Linked DNA regions of Mus musculus: region 1 is linked to region 2. A link is a contact called in public HiChIP or PLAC-seq data. All regions are on one chromosome and are shown on one strand. The core of a region is the stretch at or near the end of the contact, and the rest is flanking DNA. Distances in the headings are between cores, read along the strand shown. Region 1 holds the start of Rpl7l1 (ribosomal protein L7-like 1). Region 2 holds the start of Ttbk1 (tau tubulin kinase 1).

Region 1 (4,685 bases), core at 1,837-4,336, 290 kb before region 2:
CCACTGAGCCATCTCACCAGCCCCAGTTACAGTTTTTAATCATATCCAATATGCTTATAAATCTTGAGATACTGAAAGTTACACAATAATCTTACAATTTTTTTTAAGATCAGATCTTTAATTTACTTTTTAAATTTTTTTTTTAATTTATATGAGCACACTGCAGCTGTCTTCAGACACATTAGAAGAGGGCATTGGATCCCATTACAGATGGTTGTGAGCCATCATGTGGTTCTGGGACTTGAACTCAGGACCTCTGGGAGAGCAGTCAGTGCTCTTAAATGTTGAGCCATCTCTCCAGCCTCAATCTTAGAATTTTTTTGTTGTTGTTGTTGGTTTTTTTGGTTTTTCTTTTTTTTTTTTTTTTTTTTTTTTTAAAGATTTTTATTTATTTATTTATTATATGTAAGTACACTGTAGCTGTCTTCAGACACTCCAGAAGAGGGCGTCAGATCTCGTTACGGATGGTTGTGAGCCACCATGTGGTTGCTGGGATTTGAACTTTGGACCTTCGGAAGAGCAGTCGGGTGCTCTTACCCACTGAGCCATCTCACCAGCCCTTTTTGGTTTTTCAAGACAGGATTTCTCTGTGTACCCATGGCTGTCCTGGAACTCATTCTGTAGAACGGGCTGGCCTTGAACTCAGAAATCTGCCTGCCTCTGGCTCCCAAGTGCTGGGACTAAAGGCATGTGCCACCACTGCCCGGCAATCTTCCAACTTTTTCTTAAAAAATATTTATTTATTATATATAATTACACTGTAGCTGTCTTCAGACACTCCAGAAGAGGGCATCAGATTTCGTTACAGATGGTTATGAGCCACCATGTGGTTGCTGGGATTTGAACTCAGGACCTTTGGAAGAGCAGTCGGCACTGAGCCATCTCACCAGCCCAATCTTCCAACTTTTTTTTTTTTTTTTTTTTGGTTTTTTGAGACAGGGTTTCTCTGTGTAACCCTGGCTGTCCTGTAACTCACTTTGTAGACCAGGCTGGCCTCGAACTCAGAAATCCGCCTGCCTCTGCCTCCCGAGAGCTGGGATTAAAGGCGTACGCCACCGCGCCCGGCTAATCTTTCAACTTTTTTTTTTTTTTTTTGGTTTTTCGACACAGGGTTTCTCTGTATAGCCCTGGCTGTCCTGGAACTCACTCTGTAGACCAGGCTGGCCTCGACCTCAGAAATCCGCCTGCCTCTGCCTCCCAAGTGCTGGAATTAAAGGCGTGCGCCACCACGCCCGGCTCTTCCAACTTTTAAGATGACATTTATACTTTAACAAAAATTTTAGAGCATTAAATTAAAATCAAAAGAATAAGAGGTGAGCCAGGCAGTGGTGGTTAACACCTTTAATCTCAGTGTTCAGGAGGCAGAGGTTGGAGGACCTTTGAGTTTGAGGCCAGACTGTGTGCAGAGTGAGTTCCAGGATAGCGAAGGCTACACAGAGAAACCCTGTCTCCAAAAACCAAAAAAATGAGGACTGGTGAGATGGCTCAGCAGTTAAGAGCACTGACTGCTCTTCCAGAGGTCCTGAGTTCAATTCCTACCAACCACATGGTAGCTCATAACCATCTGTAAAGAGATCTGAGGCCCTCTTCTGGTGTGTCTGAAGACAGCTACAGCGTTTTCATATAAGTAAAATAAATAAATAAATAAATAAATCTTTAAAAACAAGCAAATATTATGAGATGAGCAGCGACAGTCCCCACTAGGACTATTGTTTTTATTTTTTATTTTGCTCTTCTTTCTCTGTCACATAGACAAGTGGCTCACCCAATATGGGACATATATATATATTTTATTATTATTATTATTATTATTATTATTATTATTATTATTATTATTATTATATGTAAGTACACTGTAGCTGTCTTCAGACACTCCAGAAGAGGGCGTCAGATCTTGTTACAGATGGTTGTGAGCCACCATGTGGTTGCTGGGATTTGAACTCTGGACCTTCGGAAGAACAGTCGGGTGCTTTTACCCACTGAGCCATCTCACCAGCCCCGGACAGAGATTTTTGAGGAAACTTAAAAACAAGCATGGTTCTAGCGCAATCCATGGAATAGTTTAGAATACCTGGTATGCCTGGTGCAGGAGGCCGGAAGAGGTCGTGCCCTTAATCTCCTTTGACATTCATCTGGTAATGACATTAGCGTGTTGAGTGGACTAGTTTTTTAGTGTGTTCCAACATCATGTATCAGTCCTTGGGTACTCAACAATTCCTTGCAGAGTCCCACTGTAGTGAAGTGGTGTAGTGAGGTGCAGAAGAGACACAGAAAATAAGAAAAGTCTCCTGCCCATAAGCCAAAGGTGTAGGATAAAGGCTGTGGGTGGCGACCCTTTCTAGTGTTATATAGTGGCGTTGTCCTAGGCTAGAGCATAAAACAGCACTGTGCTAGCATAAAACAGCACTGTGCTAGTATGTGGCAATGGGAGTAAATTCTGAGAAACTTAAACAAGTGAAGGCTCTGAGATGGAAATGGAGCATTTCTAGTTTCTGGCTCCACTGTTTACCCAACTTGTGCTAAGGCTTTGTAAATCTTAAGGAGCCCCCTGGCGGCCACTGGGAACCCGTAGATATTCATTGTACGGATGAGGAAGCCGAGATGCAGAAAGGTGAGGAATTCAAAGGCTCACAGAGTAGGTGACACATTTTTATTTCCGCAAATCCTCCACAAATAACCGCCCACCAAATGTGAGTGCCACGTCGGTCCTTCAAGTCTCCGGGAATAAAAACCTCACCTAAGCAAGGCGGCCAACTTCTGTAGAGCCCGTGCCGTAGCGGAAGCTGCAGATGCATTGTGGAAAGCCTTTAAATTGTTCACAAGCGGCCGAGTTCGAGACCCTACAGCCTAACTGAAAAGGGTTGGATCCAGACGGGTGTCAGACTCTAGAGACCTTAGAAGGGATGGGAAGAAAACTGGAGGGTTTTTTGCCGGAATCCTGGCTAGCAAGACCTTTTCCCAGACGCTCACATTCGCTAAGGAATCTCAGGCTGCCTGAGTCCTCCTGCGGGAGCGAGAGTCCGTCTCTATGATACAAGAGACGTCGAGGCGGGCCTCTCTACCCCGCCCGGTGAGGCTGCGCAAGCGCAGTAGCTGAAGCACCGGAAAGATGGCGGAGGAAGGGTGAGTGTGTCTTCGGATCTCTCTATGGGGCTTTGAGGATCCGATGCCATCCTTTCTGTTTGTACTCTGGTGATACAAAAGGAAGCTGTGGGCTGTGGAGAGAAAAGAAAAAGGCTCCATAGTATGAAGTCAAGGTGGGGGCTGAGATGCTGTAGGGCTCCGCGACCAGGGATCGGGACGACTTTGGAAGCAGCGAGAAGAGGAACTGAGGTTCGGAGGGGCGAGTGGCTGCGTAGCGCCAGAGTTGAGTTCGCTCAGCTTGGCTGTCATGTCTTTCACAGTTTGGTACACACGTACAGTGTATTTTGATCGTATCACCTCCCCATCATCTCTTATTCCCCTGCGTCTTCCACCAAGCTCTTTCCCCCCAATTCCCCCTCCTGCTTTCATGTGCCCCCCCCCCCCACCTCATCCTAGCTCGACTTAATCATTACTCTTCTTGATGGATCTGTGATAGCCCCTTTCTGGATTTTACTAGAATTTCCTTGCCGCTAGTGACAGGTCATAGCCTACAGTTGTTAAAGCTCCACGGACCAAAACGAACCCAGAGAGCAAAGGTTTTTCCTGATTTTTAAAGGCTCTCGGGACGAGTGAGCATTACAGGAGCACGGCGAAGACTCATCAGAAACTTTAGGTCCCGGGAAGACCAGGATCTCGAATTGGTTTGGAAAGCCACCAAATGTTGGTTTGGCAATTTTCATTAATGTCAAATTTGTTCCTTTATCAGGGAAAGAAAAAAAATTCCTTTGGTTCCAGAAAATCTTCTGAAAAAGAGGAAGGCTTATCAAGCCCTCAAAGCCACTCAGGCAAAGCAGGCACTTTTGGCAAAGAGAGAGGTAATTCTGAGAGGGGGGGGGTTAGGATTTGTAGTGGACGGATTTTACTAAACGGTGTTCGTTGAACTAGATTTGTTATCAGATCCCTCACAGGTTTCTCCCTCATAGTCCTCCATTTAGCAAAGATTTACCCACCATCTTTCTGTGAGCAAAATGTTAGACCAGCCTTTAAGGGAAAAGTGAAGACATTTTCTGAATTCAAATTTAGTGGTAAAACCAAATTTGGCAGGGAAAAAAATAGATTATTTTAAAAATGTTTTGTTGGGGTTGGTTTGTTTCTTAGATGGGGTCTGTACATATGGTCTGGAATACTGTATGACCAGGCTGGCCTCAAACTAACAGATCAGCCTACTTAGGCCTCTAGAATGCTGCGATTAAATTGCTATCTGTGGCACACTTTTCAGCATTCTAGAAGGTTGAGACAGGAAAATGGAGAGTTTGGCTATATAAAGAGAACCTGTCTCAAACCAAAAGTATCCAACAATTTTAAAAGTTTATTTAGAATCACGTGTGGGCTGGAGAGATGGCTCAGCCCTTAAGAGCACTGACTGCTCTTCGGAAGGTCCTGAGTTCAAATCCCAGCAACCACATGGTAGCTCACAACCACCTATAATGAGATCTGACTCCCTCTTCAGGTGTGTGTAAAGACAGCTGCAGTGTACTTACATATAATAATAAATAAATCTTTGGGGGGAGGGTATAGGGAACTTTCGGGATAGTATTTGA
Region 2 (5,219 bases), core at 403-2,902:
TTCTCTGTATAGCCCTGGCTGTCCTGGAACTCACTCTGTAGACCAGGCTGGCCTCGAACTCAGAAATCCACCTGCCTCTGTCTCCCAAGTGCTGGGATTAAAGGTGTGTGCCACCACGCCCGGCTTATTATTATTATTTGGTTTTTTGAAACATGGTTTCTCTGTATAGCCCTGGCTGTCCTGGAACTTACTCTGTTGACCAGGCTAGCCTGGAACTCAGAAATCCACCTGCCCCTGCCTCCCAAGTGCTGGGATTAAAGGCGTGAGCCACCACTGCCCGGCTAAAATGTATTATTATTGTTATATTATTATTATGTGTGTGTGCATGATTTGTATATCTGAGTGTGGGCCTGTGTGTGCCAGGTGTGCCCATGCTTTAGTGCATATGTGAAAGTCAGAGACAACTTTGTAGTCATTGCCTCTCTCCTTCCACTACGAGTTCTATGAACAGAACTTAGGTTGTCAGGTAGGCCTCTGAGGCAAACACTTTTATCCTATCAAGTTATCTTGCCAGCTTTTTCACTCTTTCTCTGTCTGTCTCTCTGTGTCTGTCTGTCTCTCTCTGTCTCTGTCCCTTTCTCTGTCTCTCTCTGTATCTCTCTCTGTCTCTGTCTCTCTCTCTGTCTCTGTGTGTGTGTGTTCTCTTCTTTATTGCTTTGTTATAGGGTCTCTTCTTTCACTGAACCTGGAGCTAGATTGTCCAAAAAGCTCTGAGGATTTGACTGTCTGTTTCCCCCGAGCTGGGTCTGGAGACACCCACCACAGCTCCTGGCCTTTAACTCTGGTGCTAGGAACCAAATTCGGGTCTTTAAGCTTGCACAGTGAGTGATCTTTCTTTCTAAGATACTTATAAAGATTACAAAAGTTAATGTGTCTGGCAGGTGTACCTGCTGCTATTATTATTGTTGTTGAAGATGCTCCCTCTACATTCGTGGAGGGTATAAGCAACAGGGGAGGAACCGAGAGAGGCAAAGCGCAGAGTATACTCTGAGAATATTGAGTAATCCCCATCTGTCAGGAGAGTAATAGCCTTATGGGCATATGTTGGAAAGAGTTTTTAATGTCACAGTAAAGAGTGTGTATCTTATTTGGTAAGCAATAAGAAACAGTGATTGAGTCTGTCAACAGTTGGAAGAAAGGGCCTAAGAAAGAGAAGGTAAACCAGGAGAAAAGGCAAGCAAGAACTTGATGAGGAGAGGGTTACAGATGAGGGGTAGTATGTCCAGATGTGGGATGCTGTTAGGAGAGATCGTGACAGAGCCATATGGGAAGGACAGGCACAGGTTGAGGAGAAGGCTTAAGAGGGAAGTACAGTGGCTATGTGGAGGATGGAATCGGGGACCAGGTGAGTCTAGTGGGGTCAGGCAAGGAGTAAAGGAGATATTCTGCGAAGTGGGGGAGATAAAAGGTGATGGAGACAAGAGAGGTTTCTGGGAACAGGTAAGGAAGGAGCCTATGGTCAAGTGAACGGCATAGATCAGTTAAGAGAACCTGGTAGCTGTAACGAGACCATATGAGAGTTCCCGGGCAGAGTCTAGGGGGGCAGAGTGGAACGTGATGTCAGGAAAAAAAAAAAAAAAAAAACGGCAGTGATGTAAGGGCCAGGGCGGTGGGGCGGTGATGTCAGGGCTGGTGCTGATGCTGGCGGCGCAGTGCATTGTGGGCAGCTCCCCACTTCGCAGCCGCCGCCGTCGCCCGAGGAGGATCGGGGCCGGGCCGGGCCGGGCCGGGATGGTCGCGGTCGGGAGGCCGCCGCCGCCACCGCCGGAGGGAGCGGGCCGCCCAGCGCTGCACTGAGCCGCCCCCGCCCCGCCCCGGCCCCGGGGGATGCGCCGCCCCGCGCCGCTGCCTTCACCGCCGCCGCCGCAGCCGCAGCCGCAGCCGCAGCGGACACCGAGCAGGTGAGGCGGGGCGGGGCCGGGAGGGTGGGCCGGGGGTCCCTCCTGGGGTACATCGGGCCTCCCGCCGGGCTCACCTCCCAGGGCTCGGCTCCTGTCCCGCAGCGGTCGTCGCCGCTGCCGCTAGGAGCCGGGACGCCGGCCTACACTCCCTGGGCCACAGCCCGAGGCCTGGAGCGGCTCCCAGCCCCCGCACAGACCCACCCTCCAACCCCGCGTCCCTTGTCCCTGTGATTTCCCTCCTGTCACCTCTGGCAGGTCGTGAAGATGTCTCCAGACCCTCTCTTCCATCCTCAGTCCCTACCAGCTTCCCTTTTACTTCCCAGCCGTGCCCAGAAGCCCCTCCCGTGGTCCTGTCACTGTCCCTGCCACCATGATCTCCGCCAGTCTCTTGTCTTACTTACCTCCTCTCTCCTCCCCTCCTCCTGTCACTCCGACTTACCCTGCTCGCTGCACTCTCCTCCAGACCTCTTTTCTCCTGTTCCTCGTGGCTTCACCTCTCCTAACCTGGACTCTGAGATTCCCACACATTCCGGCCTCACGCCTTGAAGAGCCGCACATCAACTCTTCTGCTCCCAAACCACGATAAGCTCCGAAGCACTTAGCTTGCTTGCTCTTGCCACTTGGCCCACATTCTCATGCATGCACACAGCCATGCCTACACACACACACACACACACACACACACACACACACACACACACACACACACAAAGGGACCTGAGTAGCTGGTCAGCCAAGCTTGTCAACCCAATCTGGGCTAAGTGGGCTCTTCGGAAGCATCCCCTGGGAAGGGAGGTGGACAGGATGGCCGGGTCCTACTTTTCTCTCCTCACCCATTCCTTTAAGATTTCCTTGAGTACCAAGTGTGAACAGCACACAGAGTTTCTTCATCCACCTGCAGAGCCACACTAGGCAGGACTGAGACGCCCACCTAGGTTGCTCAACAATTTTCTTCCTTCTTCTCCTTCTTCTCCTTCTTCTTTTCAGTACTGGGGACTGAATGTAGGGCCTTGTACTTCTTGTTAGCAAGTACTCAACCCCTCACCCCCTGATCACATTTTATTTGCTTATTTTGTGCGTAGAGGGTACACACCTGCCACAGTGCTCATGTGGAGGTCAGAGGACAAATTACAGGAGCAGCTTCCCTCTTTTGACCACAAGGGTCTCAGGAATCAATCGTGGGTTATCAAAACGGATGGCAAGGGCTTTTTCCCACAGAATGGTCTTGGCAGGCCCGCAGCCCCCCTTTTTATTAATTTTTTTAAAGATGATGTTGGGAGTTGAAACTGGCGCCTTAAACATGCTAGGTATGTATTCAACCACTGAGCTCTCCCCCCCCCCCGCCCCCGCCAAAATCTAACTCCCACTGCCCCCGCTGTGGCCCATGGCCTCTTGCACACTACAGGCGAAGCTACAATTGGTTCCAGCTAAGGTCTCCTCCACACAAGTTCCATTGCTTTCTCCAGTCTTTGTTTGTTTAATTTTTTTTCTTGTTTATATTTGGGATATCTTGTAGACCAGGCTGGCCTTGAACTTGGTGTGTAGCCAAGGTTAATCTTGAGTTCCTCACCCTTCTTCCTCCACTTCCAGAGTGTTGGGATCCCAGGAGTGTGGTACCATGGCCAGCTGCCTCAGTCTTGTCCCCGACCTATATTCCAAAGCTCTACTCCATCTCTTCCCATCTTTCTCATGTCTCTACCTTCTTCCAAACTCCTGCTGCCCCACAGCCCTAGCATTGTAAGGATCAGAGGGACTCAGTTCAGTCATTTCACAACAAAGCTATGAAGACTGATAGCATCTTTCCTCATGGAGATGCATTCTTTTCATATGCCCCGTGGTATCCCAGTGACCTGGGGAAAGGCTGTCTCAGTGCCCTCCCAACCCTCCCTGCCCTTATCAGGCTGTCAGCTTAGCCATCCCAAGGAGAATCAGACTCATACAGTGCCCACCCCCTTTCCATCTCTCTTATACCCAGTCCCCAGCCTGAATGACTCCCCCCACTCCTGTGTGTGGCTCCCCAGGGTCATGGTTGGAGTAGGGCAGAGAGCAAAGATGAGAAGGATGCTGGTTCCAAATCCTGTATTGGCTTGGCAGAAGTTCATCTTTCTGGTTCCTTCCCGACACCTGTGCACACTGACATGCACTCATACGGAGGGGTACACGGACACAGTCACAGAGAGATGTACATACATACACATTTCTTTGCATAACTTGTGTTTTAGTTGGTCTCACGGTTGGGATACTGTCTGCAGTACTCAACTTTATCCACCTCAGCCCATAAAAACTGCATTCCCTCTGGTTGGCTTCTGATAGACCTAGAAAGAGCTGCCCAGGGTCTTCCTCACCCTTGCCTACCCAGACCTGTGGTAAGGGAATAGTCTGCCTTCCCATAGACAGCACCCTCCACTCTGCTCTTCCCCAGTTCCGTCTACCATGGCCCCTGTGGAGTAGCCGCTGAGATTCTATCCCTCTGAAATCCACAGCTTTACTCTGTGGTCTTGTGTTCACATCCTGGCTTCCCCAGTCTTAGAGCAGCCATCAGGGTCAGCTCCCCTACTGAGTGCAGTGTGTGCCTCTCAACAGGCCATCTGCCTCCACACCACCCTCTAGGGGCTACTGTGCATTTTTCTTGATGGTCACATCTCTCTGGTTGGCTGGCTGGCCACTCTGATGTGGGGTATCCCGTGGCGTACTCTACTCAGCAGGTAGAGTGACTCAGGCTAGTCATTCTTGGGTCTCGGGCTAGGATGCCGGCTGGCTAACACATCTTCACTCATTAGTTTGCAGTGTCTCTATGGTAAGCAGTTCCCCATTGGCTTATTCACACATCACTGCCCTTTCCTGTTTTCACCGTGTGTGTGTGTGTGTGTGTGTGTGTGTGTGTGTGTGTGTGTGTGTGTGTCCTACTGCTGGTTTTTCACACCTCCTGTTTGTGGTTTATAACTCTCTCTTTCACTGACCGCCATCGCTAGGAGTATTTTCCCCAGTAACTCCTGGAGCATCTACCCAGTGGGCTTGGGAAGGGTGCCTGCCAGCAGGATGGGGTTCCCTTCTGAGCTGTCGGGTGGTCTAGGATGGCAGCCAGGCGTTCACTGCCCCTCCTCACTCCCCCAGGTAGATGGCCCCCCAAGGGCAGGCCCTGCGGGCACCCCTCCCTCCGGCTGGCGGATGCAGTGCCTAGCGGCAGCTCTTAAGGACGAAACCAACATGAGTGGGGGAGGGGAGCAGGCCGACATCCTGCCGGCCAACTACGTGGTCAAAGATCGCTGGAAGGTGGTGAGTGACCTAGCGGGCAGAGGGAGGGGTCTGGGAAGGGAG

What was found. HiChIP or PLAC-seq counts read pairs in DNA pulled down with a chosen protein or histone mark.
Region 1: a contact with region 2 is called in an H3K4me3 HiChIP or PLAC-seq map of embryonic limb bud, with 2.9 times the contacts expected there. The contact joins the promoter of Rpl7l1 here to the promoter of Ttbk1 in region 2. A contact is called at or near these places in 2 of 39 promoter capture datasets (both in liver), 3 of 115 datasets of contacts at active chromatin or transcription factors (embryonic limb bud, memory CD8 T cells and pancreatic cancer cells) and 2 of 9 other capture datasets (liver and macrophages).

The regions. Positions count from the first base shown.
Region 1 is chr17:46,781,057-46,785,741 of GRCm38.p6, reverse strand. It overlaps Rpl7l1 (ribosomal protein L7-like 1), which reads left to right and starts at 3,086. Exons shown (of 7, transcript NM_025433.3): 1 at 3,086-3,123; 2 at 3,851-3,959. The coding sequence starts at 3,110.
Region 2 is chr17:46,484,108-46,489,326 of GRCm38.p6, reverse strand. It overlaps Ttbk1 (tau tubulin kinase 1), which reads left to right and starts at 1,652. Exons shown (of 15, transcript NM_001162864.1): 1 at 1,652-1,901; 2 at 5,016-5,177. The coding sequence starts at 5,070.